Regions from separate parts of the Mus musculus genome. Here all the other regions are linked to region 1. A link is a contact called in public Hi-C and promoter capture Hi-C data. All regions are on one chromosome and are shown on one strand. Each heading gives the region's core, a stretch centred on a gene start, on an enhancer-like site or on the middle of the called end of the contact. The rest is flanking DNA. Distances are from core to core; before and after follow the strand shown.

The links. Promoter capture Hi-C pulls out the DNA fragments that hold promoters and counts their contacts. Hi-C and Micro-C count contacts between places; a contact is called where the count stands out from the background.
Region 2: a contact with region 1 is called in a promoter capture Hi-C map of embryonic stem cells, with 4 times the contacts expected there. The contact joins the promoter of Nt5c here to the promoter of Rab37 in region 1. A contact is called at or near these places in 5 of 39 promoter capture datasets (the 3T3-L1 cell line, 3T3-L1-derived adipocytes, embryonic stem cells and 2 more), 1 of 15 datasets of contacts at CTCF or cohesin (CD8 T cells), 4 of 484 Hi-C or Micro-C datasets (CD4 T cells, CD8 T cells, CD8 central memory T cells and 1 more) and 2 of 115 datasets of contacts at active chromatin or transcription factors (pancreatic cancer cells and thymic regulatory T cells).
Region 3: a contact with region 1 is called in a Hi-C map of Th1 cells, with 2.6 times the contacts expected there. The contact joins the enhancer-like site here to the promoter of Rab37 in region 1. A contact is called at or near these places in 3 of 39 promoter capture datasets (the 3T3-L1 cell line, hippocampal neurons and pre-B cells), 1 of 15 datasets of contacts at CTCF or cohesin (the NIH/3T3 cell line), 10 of 484 Hi-C or Micro-C datasets (CD4 T cells, CD8 T cells, Th1 cells and 6 more), 6 of 115 datasets of contacts at active chromatin or transcription factors (bone marrow-derived macrophages, embryonic forebrain, fetal liver and 3 more) and 1 of 9 other capture datasets (adipose tissue).

Annotation. Positions count from the first base shown.
Region 1 is chr11:115,152,269-115,156,812 of GRCm38.p6, forward strand. Rab37 (RAB37, member RAS oncogene family) reads left to right here and starts at 1,910. Exons shown (of 9, transcript NM_021411.4): 1 at 1,910-2,023. The coding sequence starts at 1,931.
Region 2 is chr11:115,489,042-115,493,585 of GRCm38.p6, forward strand. It overlaps Nt5c (5',3'-nucleotidase, cytosolic), which reads right to left and starts at 2,773. Exons shown (of 5, transcript NM_015807.1): 1 at 2,566-2,773; 2 at 2,230-2,330; 3 at 2,097-2,157; 4 at 1,812-1,926; 5 at 1,384-1,703. The coding sequence starts at 2,745. The coding sequence ends at 1,558. Armc7 (armadillo repeat containing 7) reads left to right here. Exons shown (of 3, transcript NM_177778.5): 3 at 1-1,425. The coding sequence ends at 33. It also overlaps the pseudogene Gm11694.
Region 3 is chr11:114,874,927-114,879,470 of GRCm38.p6, forward strand. No RefSeq gene overlaps it. Among named protein-coding and RNA genes, the nearest start is that of Cd300a, 13 kb to the right of the region's middle. Within about 2 kb of position 2,420, at least 51 of the 459 cell types and tissues checked have an H3K27ac peak or open chromatin away from gene starts, as enhancers often do. A contact at or near this core is called in CD8 T cells, Th1 cells, adipose tissue and 3 more, where this site is marked.

The DNA of each region.
Region 1 (4,544 bases), core at 660-3,159:
GAAGGTCTGGGACCTCTGCCTTTGGGAGCCGAATTGAATTGAGACAGCGTTAGAACCAATCCCTAACACCAGCTAAGCCCTAACCTCTGAAGCCTTTGCCTCCTCCCAAAATAATAATGGAGCCAACAACACACACCAAAGTCCCAAACCAAGGGGTCAGTAGTATCCCAGTCGAATTCTCCCTACCGCTTCCCAGCTTCTCTTAGCTCCGGGCATCGTCCCTGTTCCTTGGAGTCATCAAATATTCCTGTCTCTACCTCTGGCTTCACGAGGCTGTCTTCTAGCCATTTGCTTTAAACCTTTCCCCATCACACAGTCACACTGGGTTAGGGGCTTGTCTCAGTTAATTTTCCCGTTGCTGTGATAAAATACCCGGACACAAACAGCGTGTGAAGAAGGGAAGTTTGGTTAGATTCCATCGAGACGGGGGAAGCCCCAGCAGCAGGAGCCTGAGGCAGCTAACCTCAAACAAGCAACAGAGAACAAGAGGTGTGATCTCTTCCTTTTCATGCTGCCCTCCTCTGGAGTGGGTCTTCCCACCTCGGTCAACCTAATTAAGATATTCCCTCACAGCATGACTCTAGGGCCTGCCAAGTTAATGATCAGTATTAACCATCACGGAACCCCTATTCCAGTATGGCCCAGTTCTAACCTACATCTCTAATGTTCCTGTTGCCAAGGAAGGCCACACACATTTTGGGTACCAGTGCCTAGGACTTCAGCATATCTCTTGGGGGACACGATGTACCCCCACAACATTAGTTTTCAGTGGACGGTGAGCAAGGGGCAAGCCACTACCCCTCTCCAATTCCCACCTCGACAAAGTCACCTCCATCCAGGCTCCGGGATCTCCTCTCAGCTGTCATGAAATAGTTCCTGCTGATGTACACAGCCATTTCCCAAGTCATAGTCACCCCAAAGCCAGCCCTCACTGCCCTCACCTAAAAAGTTGAGGGGCCCAACCCCCTTCCTACACCCCGCATCCAGTCCCCGCATCCTGTTCCTTTCTATACAGCGTTGAGATGTTGAAAAGTTGGCCCACAAGCTACTGAACCCTGGTATGTGCAACCCCAGATTCTCCATATCCCCCGTCATCCGGAGCTGCAGGGTTCCTGGGCTGTACTAGAAACAGCTCAAAACGACCCACGACTTCATGAATTCCTGTGGCACCCACTCGGTGGCTAGGCCTAGGCCTTCCCTGAATAATGTTGGCCCTATCTTGTCCCCTTGGAAAGATGGGCTTCAAGAGCTCACCTTCCCGTGGTGGGAGGACATCAGGGGCTTAGACTAACAAATGAGGGAGAAACATGGCAAAGAGCTCCAAGTGTTAGCACCACCCAGGAGCTCCCCAGATGGTCAGTGCGCTCCAAGGTGAGTGTCGGTGAAAAAGTAGGCTCAGATGAGCTGAGGTCTATCAGAACCGCTTGGGTGCTAGTCTCAGAATGCAACTTCCTGTCCAACATTGTTCAGGGACGTCCCCAGCTTCTTGCCTGCAGGTAAGTACCGGACTGTCAACTGGCTGGAGCTCGGGCGCGCCCTGCTGGCCACTGCATTGCCGCAGTAGGAAACCAAGCCCCACACCTTCCGCAGCTAGCTGGGTCTCCCGGGTCCGCAGCCTCGATGGCAATCTAACTTCACCACTGCGACCTTAATGGGCTGGTCCTGTAGCAGGACTCATTCCGTGCTGTAAGAGCACTAAACTAGGCTAATGTCTCTCAGGGGGACTGCCACTCCCTAGGGTGTGCATTCTGCGAGTCTCAGACGTCCTGGCTGGCGTCGTCGAGGGGATGGCGGGACGGAGGGAGGAGTCTATCAGGGTCCGAGCCGGTTGGTGGATGGGGAGGGAGGAGTGGGCGGAGCCTAGGGCAGGGCGGTTCCTCGCTCTCCCTCGCTTGCTTCGAGCCGGGCTCACCTCTGACTGTCCGGGGACATGACTGGCACACCAGGAGCTGCTACCGCTGGGGATGGCGAGGCCCCTGAGCGCTCCCCGCCCTTCAGCCCGAACTACGATCTCACCGGCAAGGTGGGTGGGCTCTGCGCTCAGTGCTGGGGACCCCCCAGGCCGGCACTTAGGGACATCCCTCCCGATGTCCTTTGCCTTAGGACCCTGTCCTTCCCTGTCTACACCCCTCTTCTGGAAGTGTCAGCTGGGTCTCTGGTCTGGGGCATAACCCCTGGGCTCATCCCAGTCTCTAGGGTTCTAGGCTGACCTCGGAGGGCATGGGGTAAGGCAGATCTGAAAGACTAAGACTCCCCCACCCTAGGAACAAAAACCCAGTTCCTTCTGCCACACTTTGGAATACTGGGAGACAGGGACTCTCTGAAGACACAGACAGGGCATCCCCGCCTTCAGAGGCATCTCAAGGTTAATGCCCTTTTTGAGCTAAGCCTCAAAAAGTGACACCTGTCACAGGCGTGCAGTGCTTTGGGTCCCCACTCAGCGGTACATCCCACCCTTCCCCTCCCCACTGCCTCCAGACATAGACTCACAGCTCCTTCCCAACACCCCAGGCTGCATGTAGCCAGCCTACAAGTCCACTTGGGAATTTTCAGAAGCTGAGAAAGAACATGGCAATTAGTGACCATGGCCCACTCTCCCCCTCCCCCCGCCCGGCCCCCCGACGACCTTAAAGGCAACTCTCTGGGGTGCATACATTCTGCAGGAATGCCCTGAATAAAAGGATGTCTGTCACCACCTCTCTTATTGGTGTCCTTGGCTTAAGCAAGTACATGGAACTCTAAAAAGAGATGCTGAGCCAGCCAGCCTCTTGCACTATTTTTCTACAGGGTTTAGGAGAGAGAAGTAAGAGCTATGCCAGGTAGAAGTGATGCCTGGTCTTGAAGGGTACCTGCCTCTTTCAGGGTCTTGGTTCCTCTCAAACACCAGATCTCACTCTCACTAGGAGCTTCACATCTCCACCCCCTAGGGTTTCAGGGGAAGCCAGTCAGCCAGCCTACCCACCCAGAGACGTTGAGATAGGCGTCCTGTGTGGGCTTGTGGCAGGAAATGGGGCTCTAAGTCCTCAGGGGAGGGGAGTTGCTGATGGCCAGCCCCCACCCCCAGGCTGATGGGGATCTCCTGACCTCCTAGCCCTGCAGGACAACTGAGCTGTTTACCTAGGAGGTGGCAAGGCTGAGCAGCTGTTTGTGTTTGGTGGACTTGATGGGCTGGGTGACCGGCTGCATCATTTGCTCAAGGCAGCTGTGATCTGTAAAGTACACAAATACCGGTATTCGCCTGCCTCCCTCCCTCCCTCCCCCTGTATGGCTGGGGCCCCAGAGCCATCAGAGTGCCTGCTGGGAGCACCTGCAAAATAGCTGACCCCCAGCCTGCCAGGCTTGGCCCAGTCCTGAGTCTGTAGCTGTGGGAAAAGAGCATGATGAGAAAAGATCCTTGGAGCACCTTAGGTCTGGGGTCTTGGGCACTCTTCTTAAGTGGTCCCCATCAATCTTGTCGTTAGTCATTGACAAGCTCCAGAAAGGCTGCAAAGGAACGAGCCCCACTCCCCCACCCCACCCCCACTTTCCTCCTACTATGGTGGGCAAGCCGATGAAAATTTCCCCAAAGCACACAGTAGGGTTTTTATAATTCGGGAACTCAGCCTTGCATCCCTTCCTTTCCGACCCACTCTGACATCTCTGCCCCACAATCAACTAATCAGGCCCAAGACCCCATAGCTAAGGAAGAAAAGCTTTTTAGCTTTGTGGCTCCGCTATCAAGTTCAGAGAGCCCTGAGCAATTCCAACCTTATTAGCAGTCTAACCAGACGGCTGGGAACATTCCAGTGTTGAGTCTACACCTCCGTTCTCCAAGATGACTGAGCAGAGAACTCCCTCTACCATACCTGCATGTTCTCCACAGTGACCCAAAGATGCCAGTTCACAGCCATTTGTCCCTCTTGGGAGGTTTCTGCTAAAAACTTCAGACAAGCTGGCTCCCCATCTCAGAATAAATTCCAGTCTTCCCTAATTCCTGCAAGCCTATTATGAGCGTAAGCCCTCATTAGACACTTCCAAATAATTGTCTGACCCAAAAGGAAACTCAAACAATAGTAATTTAAAGAGAGTGTCCTGCCCATCAAGTCTTCTCTTTCTTCTTTTAAAGATGGGGGGGGGGGGCTGGTTATTTAGCCTTAGCTAGTCCTTGAACTCAGAGATCTGCCTGCCTCTGCCTCTCAAATGCTGGGATGAAGGACCCGAACCACCATGTTCCCACCCACCTGTCAAGTCTTGGTAGGCTACGGGAGGAGAGGTCCTTTTCCCTGTGTGGGAGACCCACCCACCTGAGCATACACTCAGCATCAGTAGTCTCTGCACTGGCCAGCAATGGGCAAATATATATCCAAGGTATAGACCAACGGAATGTGAAGTTCTCTGGGGATCTCCAAGTACTTTGGAGGTCTCAGCTCAGCTTCAAGGACATTGACTAGTACAAGAAGCTCAGAGGGAGAACCTCAGAGGCTGAGGCAAGGAGACTGGGGGAGAGAGGCATGGTGATGACAGGGACAGGCTCACTGGAGGCAAGTGTCCCTCTGTCCTGCTGA
Region 2 (4,544 bases), core at 1,523-4,022, 340 kb after region 1:
CTGCCAAAGACTGAGGCCCCACAGCAGCCCTGACCCAAGGACACTTAAAGATCCTGCCACAGGTATAGGAAGCAGAAGGCTAATAGCATCCTGAGCCCATCCTGCGCAAAGTGGTGCTTGTTCAGCTGCATGCAAGCTGCAGTCTTGGCATGACAGGCGTTTGCATCCAGGGAAAACAGGAGGAGGGACGAAGCCAGACTTGAGATGCTTAGAGGAGAACCAAAGCTGGTATGGCTTTCATGGACTGGCAATCAATAAACTACAGACAGACCACCACCTCTGCTGCCCCCAGTGCCCAGCTAATGCCCTCGTGTAAGAAGCTGTGCCCCTGGGAGAGTGGCCAGTACCATGAGTGTCCAGAGTAATTTTGATGGCTAGAGATCAATCAGCCTTATTGTCTGGGGAAATGCCGTGGGTTGACTCCTCCCGTGTTGAGGCTGAGTATCTGGGCATGGTAGCATTGACTTGGAGAGCTCTGCAGAACAGAAACAACTATCCACACAGCCCTGCTCTCTGCGAGGCGCCCTAAGAGGAATGCAGAGGTGAAGTGTCTTCCCTTGGGTGTCACAGCTTAATGAGTGTTAACTAAATGGCCATTGGGCATGAAGAACAAGGCCCTACAGGTGTGAGAGCAGAATGAAGGAGAACTGAGGGCACCCGGGCATGCCTTGTCTCTCTGGAGAGGCCCTACATAGGATCCTTGGGTTAGACAGCAAGACAGTGACTTCTGTTTTACCAGGCTGTGGACCACTCATGTGCCAGCTGCCAAGTGTGGCATCCCTGTCTTTTCAAAAGAGTTGCTCTGGCCCCCTTTGCCTATGGGTCAGATCTTCTGACACTTGGGTGGGAGCCCTGAACATGAACCTTTCATGGGCTATCCCAGTCTGCTTCCTGCCATTCTCTCAGGAGCCACAAGCCTCCAGTAGGTACTGTCAACCCCTCAGGACTCAGATGCAGACCTTCCATAAAGACACCTAGAAACTAATGTCAGGGGACCATGGCGGCCCAACCTCTAATCTAATCCCTTGAGAGACAGGAGCGGGATAGCGATGAGTCTGGTCCACCTAGTGAGTTCCTGACCACAAAGGTCCGATAGAGTCTAACGAGCTCCTGTAACTGGTTACCCCGCCCTCCTCTGCCACTGAGAAGAAAAAATGGAATTAGGGGATAAGCGAAGAGCAGTCCTGACAGGAAGTGGAGTTTAGGGAAAATGGGGGCCCTGATCACTCAGCATTGTCCCCCCTCAGATGGACAACGAAAGCTGAGGAAGGAGATCTACAAGGGCTGGAGAGGGGCTGTCGTACAGCCACTGGATGAAGGAAGGCTCCCGCTCCCATCCTGAGCTGAAAAGGAAAAGGAGCATCAAAGATCCAAAGCCTCGCGTTTGGTTTTTATTTTTATTAAAAACCTCCTGATTTTCTCCACTGTATTTGTGTGCTAGTCTCCTTCTTTCCCGTGTAGGCCTCCTGGGAGGAGCCGGAAAGCAGTCTGTTCAAGTGGCTCCCTGATTAAAGAAAGTCACCTGTCCAGGCAGGGTCCTGTCCACCTCAGGGTCCTTCACAGGCTGGCTCGCTTGCTCTCAATGATCCCCCTCCAGTTGTCACTCCAGGAAAGCAGCCGTCTCCTGGTGGGGGGCAGGGCCAGGTGCTGATTGTGGCAGCAGGTGAACAAGATGTGCTCCCAGCTTGGGGTCTCCTCTAGGCCTGGGCAGTAAAGACAGCGTGCGCTCTGTAATTGGGTCATTTTTACTCCTCCTTAATCCCAGCAGGCCAGATGCCTGGGGGTTGTCAAGGTTAACTGGCTGGCCCAACCTTGAATGTTGTCTTTGTCATCAATGAGCAGGTCTCCCATGACCACCGTCTTGTCCCTAGTCAAGATAATCCGCTCCACAAACTCTGGCCCCAGGTTCTGCTCCACCCAGCGGTACTGTATAGGCGGGAGGGGTGGGGAGAGGTCAGTGGAACTTGCTAGGCTCAGAATGCAAGATAAGTAAGGCATGGGGGCTTAAGTGGGACTAGCCCTCAAACACGCGGGACCCCTTTCACCCAGCCCCCATTTTCTGGTTTATTTTTTTAAATCAGCGCAGGCGCCGGCACCTTCTCGCCCACACAGTGGTCGTACTTCAGCAGTGGGGTGGTGCAGATGAAGACCTCGGTGCTGCGGAGAAGGGGTGCAGTTAGGCCTGGGGCACTGGCCGTCTTCCCGCCGCCCCCTCCTCACCCTCCTTACTCTTTCATGTCGTTCATCTCTCGCAAAGCGTCCAAGGCCCCAGGGATGGGCTCCAAGTTTAGGAAAAAGCCTGGAGATTCATACACACTGGCCACTTTTTCCTGAAAGAGAGAGATCTTGGTCCCGCTCCTGCTTTCCAGTAGGGGGAGCCCCAAAGAGGACACACACACACACAAAGATTCTGCAGGAGACCTCGGTTCTAGTGTGTGTGTGTGTGTGTGTGTGTGTGTGTGTGTACCCTTTCAAGCTTTCTGGTTCGGGGGTGAACTGTGGATTCGCACAGCTTGGCTGCCTAGAAGAGAACTCAGCCTAGAGGTTCCCCATCGGGTCTCCTACCGCCAGGTCCGGCCTCAGAGCTCCGTACTGCTCGTTGGCGAGGAAGCCCCGGCGCTGTTCCAGCGGCACGTGCGGTTCCTCGGGAAAGCGGCGGCGAAAACCCTGCAGGAGGCCGGACTCGAAATCAGCTAGCACGCCGTCCATGTCCACCAGCACGCGCACGGGCCGCTTCACCGCCATTGCCACGCCCGGTGTCTCCGCAGAGCACAGCGGCAAGCACGGAAGATGCCAGACCCGGAAACAAGCTTCCGGGACCGGGGTAGGGGCGGGCCGGACTTTGTTCATTTGCACAGAGTGGCCAACCAGGTGCCCAGGATGGCATTGCGTCCCTTACGGGGCTGCCGCTCATGTGCAGCATCAGAATCCCTCTCCCATAACCTCTAAGATCCGAAATACTTTCTTGGCAATGGGGAACCTGCTTCGCATGCTGAATGCATCCTTTGCCTCTCCCATGTTTGTCCAGGCTGGAAGCTGACAGGATCGTGAGTCTCCCAGTTCAAGGGATGAGAAGGACCCCTTAAAGACAACCGTGGGCATGAGCTGGGCATGAGCTGGGCTCTCAAGAGACCGGACTCATAAGCCAGACTTGGTTTGAAACAGTAACATTGTTTTCAATCTGCGTCCACTACTTTTTCCTGTGGACCCGAGGTCTCCGGTAGAATCGAAAACTTGTATGTCCCTCTAGAAAATGTTAAGCGTTCACACACAGAGACACAACTTATTCTTGTAGATTTCAGAGTCAATGGCGACATCACATCAATTTTCCAACCTATAAATGCAGATTTGAGTAATGACTCCCCCCCCACCCCCGACTCAGGGTTTCTCCACATAGCCCTGGCTGTCCTGAAACTCTGTGAACCAGACTGGCTTCAAACTCCCCGAGGTTTGCCTGCTTCTGCCTTCCATGTGCTGGGTTTAAAGGTGGGCACTGCTACACCCCGATAAGACATGACTTCTAACCCATGGCAGAAGTTTGTCAGCATGGAGCCCGACATCTCACTTGAAGAAAAGCCAGTTTAAAACAACAAAGGAGCAGAGTGTAGTGGCGCACATTTTTAATCCTCACACCCAGGAGGCAGACCTCTGAGTTCCAAGACAGCCAGAGCTACTTAGTGAAGACCTTATCTTAAACAAATTTGGGCTGCAGAGATGGCTCAGCATCGGTTAAGAGTACAGACTGCTCTTCCCCGGGTTCTGAGTTCAAATCCCAGCAACCACATGGTGGCTCACAACCATCTGTAATGGGATCTGATGCCTTCTTCGGGTGTGTCTAAAGACAGCTACAGTGTACTCATATAAATGAAATTAAAAATAAAAAAAGCTCTTCTCCTTTCCTCTGCCATCCTGCGCATTACGCCTGATTCGGTTCTCCTTTCCTCTGCCATCCTGCGCATTACGCCTGATTCGGCTTCTTGCCATGTCTTCTCACAAGACTTTCCGAATCAAGCGATTCCTGGCCAAGAAACAAAAGCAAAATCGCCCCATTCCTCAGTGGATCCGGATGAAAACTGGTAACAACGTCAGGTTCAACTCTTCTCTTAGAAGACACTGGAGGAGAACAAAGCTGGGTCTGTAAGGATTCACACAATGGCAAGACTGAGGGTTTATACTGAGTTGTGGTCAGCAATCAGTCCTACCAGACAGATTTCAACATTTTTAACCTGGAGACTTGCTCATGTCTTAAATTAGGGTGTTTGTCTAGTAATAAAATATAGAACCTTTTAAAAAAATAAAATAAACAATTTTTTTCTTTTCTTCCTTTATTCTTTTTATTTTTATTTATTTTTTGTTTTTTTCCTTATAAACATTTTTTTTAAAAACACAAAAAAGCAAACAAAACTGGTAAAACAAACCAACAACAACATATCCCGGTGAATTCTTACTTAGGGACTGAATTTTCACTAAGCCAAACCAATTTTCACATAAACTGAGTTAAAGTTCATCTGCTGTTTTTTCTCTCCTGCCCTTTCAGTAACTTT
Region 3 (4,544 bases), core at 1,170-3,669, 280 kb before region 1:
AGCTCAAGAAGCAAGACCCTATCTGCAAAGAGGGCAGATGCCTGGACCAGCCAGCCTGGGGAGGGAGCCCCTCCACTGTCTTGGTCGGGCTTCAGGGGACAGTCACTACTGACATTAGGGAAAGAAGATATTCTTTTGTTGGGAACAGTGTGTGGTAGATGCTAAGTGGGACCCTCTATCGGCTAGATACCAGGATCTCCAGGTCCCAGGTTGTGACAATCAAAAATGCCTGGGGATGTGACAAATGTTGGTTAGAATTCATTATCCAACCCATGGGTTGGTTCCCTAGGGAATTACAGGGGCCTCAGCCAACCTTACCCGGACCCTGGGAATCCACATAGTCCCAGATTTTGTTTGCTTTCTGGGCTGCTTCTCTGGGGAGGAGCACAGGCAACAAGTGACGGCCAGCTCACTACTTACTGCCTGGTGAGCTGAGCTGTCTTGGGACGAGAATGCCAGCCAGACCAGTCTGTTTGCTGTACACAAACAGCAGGGGATCTGGGCCACCAGAGACCCACAGTCAGGGCCCAAGGTCAAGGGAGAGTCTGGGTAGCAGGTGCCCAGCTGCAGGTCACAGCAGGGGGCAGGCTACACTTGACTGAGCACAGCCCTCTGTCTTGTGACTCTCAGAGGGATAAATGGACCCAACACACACACACACACACACACACACACACACACACACACACACCCCCGTAGCCCGGGCAGATTCCCTAACCAGCCCCTGCACCAGATGCCTAGAGGGAATGCTCGGCGAGCAGGGATGGGGACACGGGGGCAGGATGCTATAGGTCCGGAACTCTACCCCACATGCAAAGAACTTTTCAGGAGAAACCAATCACAGACTCAAAGCAGATGGTTTTAGTAGCCCGCTTATACCAACACCCCCCATATCCAGATGCCCTTATTTGCATAGAGGGACTCTGATAAGAAAGTTGGGGAAATAAAGTTCAGGTTCGTGTGTGTGTGTGTGTGTGTGTGTGTGTGTGTTGCCAGGCAGAGGAGGCAGAGACTTTTACTGCCTTGCTGTTTTTTCTACCCGGTCTTTCTTTCCACCCCTTTCTTTCTCTATTTTCACTGTGGAAAATAAACCATGAATTTGATTTCCTAATTTACTGCAGTGCCGGGGGTGGGGTGGGCTTGGAGGGGGTGTAGAAGGCAAGGTCTTGAACCTGTGAGGCAAGGGCACAACCCCCCACCCCAGCTCTAAATCACCAGTTTTAAAAAGAGGTTTTATTATTTTGGACTCCCTGGAACTGGAGTTACAGGTGGTTGTAAACCACCTACTGTGGGTGCGGGGAACTGAGCTCAGGTCAGGGGGAAGGGCAGCTTGGGTGCTTGGGGCTGGGGAAATGAATAGCTCACTTGCAGCTCCTGCAGAGGACACGGTGGGATGGGCCACTGTCTCAGAGAAGAGGAGGCGGGCTGAGGAAGGCTGACTCAACAGTTAAGATTGCTCTTGGAGGTGTCTGGTTCTCAGGTCCCACAGCAGGTCTCGAGACCACCTGTAACTCCGGCTCCATGTGATCTGATGCCGGATCACCTAGTCTTTGAAGGTTCTGGTATACACACGCATGCACACACACACACACACACACACACACACACACACACACACACACACTCACACACACACCTTAAAAAAAAAAACCTCAATAACAAAGTTACAGGAAGCCTTTACAAAGGGCTCATCTTTGAGAGTAGGGTGCAGGGTTCATTTGTAAAAAAGGGCCAGACAACCTAAGGCTGTATGCTGCCTCTTTCAGACACATCCCATGTAGGAACACCCTGAGTTTTTTTAATTAATTAATTAATTAATGAGACAGGGTCTTAAGCATCCCAGGCTGGCCTGGAACTCATTATGTGTAGCCATGGATGCAAGGATGACCTGGAAACGTCTGATCTTTTGGCTTCCATCTCCCGAGTGCTGGGATTAGCAGTGTGTACTGACATTCCCAGTGTATGTAGTGTCCAGGATGGGAGCTAGTGTGCTGTGCACCCCAGGCAAGCAGTCTACAGCTAAGCTACAGCCCCAGCCCCTCCTCTGCAATCTTCAAGAGATCCTGTTTATTCTCCTCTAGAGTTCCTCAAGGGACAGAGATCAAATAGGGCAAAGGTGCAGGGCTGGGGTCTAGCACCTCTGGGTCACTTGCCTGCCACTCTCCTGTGTCACATAGATGGAAAGCCATAGTTGGTGACTCACTGGGTGACTGGGATCTGGGCTCTGATTTTAGCAGCAATTTTCACCTTTTAAGGCAATATTTCCTCCCCCTTGTCTTTGTTTACTTGTTTCCTACTGCACCGCGGACTCCTGGAAAAGAGAAGTTGCTGTATTTTTATCTCCACCATCCTGATCCCATCTTTGGGCCCAGAGCCTGGCATAACAGGGGAAGTCATGAAACATTTGTTAAACAAATAAGCAAGGTTGGGTATCAAGTGCCACCTGGTGGAGGCACACAGATTCAGGCTAGATCAGTGGACCTGCAGGGATGTGTCCTGGCAATGCTGTTTGGCTTGGTGTCCAAGTGTGGGGTCAGATGGTCAAGAGAGTGAGGGGAAGGAGGAGGCTCCGCCCACTTTGAACAGGTAAGGTGAGGCATTCACTGTGATCAACTGCACATACCTCTGTAAACATGGGGGGAGGGGCTATGCACTGAAGGCCATGGAGGGGGTTAGGAGATGACCCAGCTGCTAAAGTGCTCACCAAACAAGCGTGAAAAATCCAAGCTTCATCCCCAGAACCCACATAAAAACATAGGTATGGTAGCCCATCCGTGGTGGCACAAACCTTGGAGCTCAGCATTCACGAGGCAAAAGCAGGTAGAACTCTGTGAGTTCGAGGCCAACCTAGCCTACAGAGCGAGTTCCAGGACAGCCAAGGCTACACAGAGAAACCCTGTCTCAAACAAGCAAGCAAGCAAGCAAGCAAGCAAGCAAGCAAGCAAACAAATACAGAGAGATGATATCTTATGCAATGTGAAAAAGCGATCACCTGTCAATAAAGAGCCGATTGGCCTATAGCTGAGGCAGGAAATAGGAGGTGGAAGTTCCGGTCGGAAGAAAGGGTTCTGGAATAGAAGCTTGTGGGAGGATTTGCCCCGGGCAACCCTAAGGAGGACAGACGCGTGGAACCTGAGCAGAGGTAACTAACTGGGCATGTGCTTTACATAGAATGGGATAAGTGGGTTATTCAGTTAGGAGCTAGTTAGAGAGCATGTACAGCTTTGGTCTAGGTATTTGTAAATATTTAACAAGTCTCAGAATTGTGATTTTAGCGAACAAAGTGGACAGGTGGAAAATCCTGAGATTACAGATGGCAAAGCCCACTAAGACACACACACACACACACATGCACACGCACATGCACCTGCATACACATGCACATGACCATACATACCTGTACATACCACACGTACTAAATAATTATAAATAAAAAAGGCAATAGAGATAGCAATAACCAGAAACCCTTCTGGACTATGGTTACTATAGACAGAGCCTCATTACTGTAGAAGGAAAAGCTAAGGTTCAGCAAGGTTAGAGACTCAGCCAAGGTCACACAGCTTATTCAAAACCAGGTGGGATTAAAAATCCTAGGCTATGCTGGGTGTGGTGGTGCAGATCTTTAATCCCAGCGCTCAGGAGGCAAAGTCAGGTGCAATTATGTGAGTGTGAGACCAGCCTGGTCTACAAATTAAATTGCAGACTAGGCAGGAATACATAGTGAGACCATGTCAAACAAACCCCAAAAGCCTAGGCTAAGCCTTCTATCCCTTTTCATTTATTTTTTGGTTTATCCATTTTTAGAACTAGCCTCTTGGCCCTGTCGGTAGTTCTAAGGTGTAGCTGGTACACCAGGTTCCACAAGCTCAGACATTTTTGTCATGTGAAACCCTCCCTCTAGGGACCCCTGCCTTCTGTGGAGAGAATTTTGGTGATCTGGTAGTGAGAGGGATCCCTGCCTTAGAACTAACAACTGAGTTCGAGGAGTCCCATTTGAAACCCCCCTTACTCTCCACAGGCCCCGCCCACCCCGCCCCCACGCCACAGGCCCCGTCCCTAGGCATGAACAACCATTAGGTCAGAGCCTCCAGGAGCAGTTCTTAAGGTGATTTGTGTAGGGATTGGCCCAAGTGTAAGTGGCTTACTTTCCTCATCTCTCCTCCTCCTCCTCCTCCTCCTCCTCCTCCTCCTCCTCCTCCTCCTCCTCCTCCTCTCTCTCTCTCTCTCTCTCTCTCTCTCTCTCTCTCACACACACACACACACACACACACACACACACACACACACACACCAGTATAAACACTTGTTCAGAAAAAAGGAAAAAATAATTTCCAAGAATGCAAAGGAATCCAAGGTAAAAATACCCTTATGGTTGTTTCTGAGACAGGGTCTCATGTAGCCCAGGCTGGTTGCACACTTGCTATGTAGCAGAGGATAGCCTTGAACTCTTGATCTTCCTAGCTTTAACTTCCATATGCTAGGATTATATGTGTGCACCATATGCCTGGGAAAATGCTAGACGCTTATTTTTGTTGTTTTGTTTT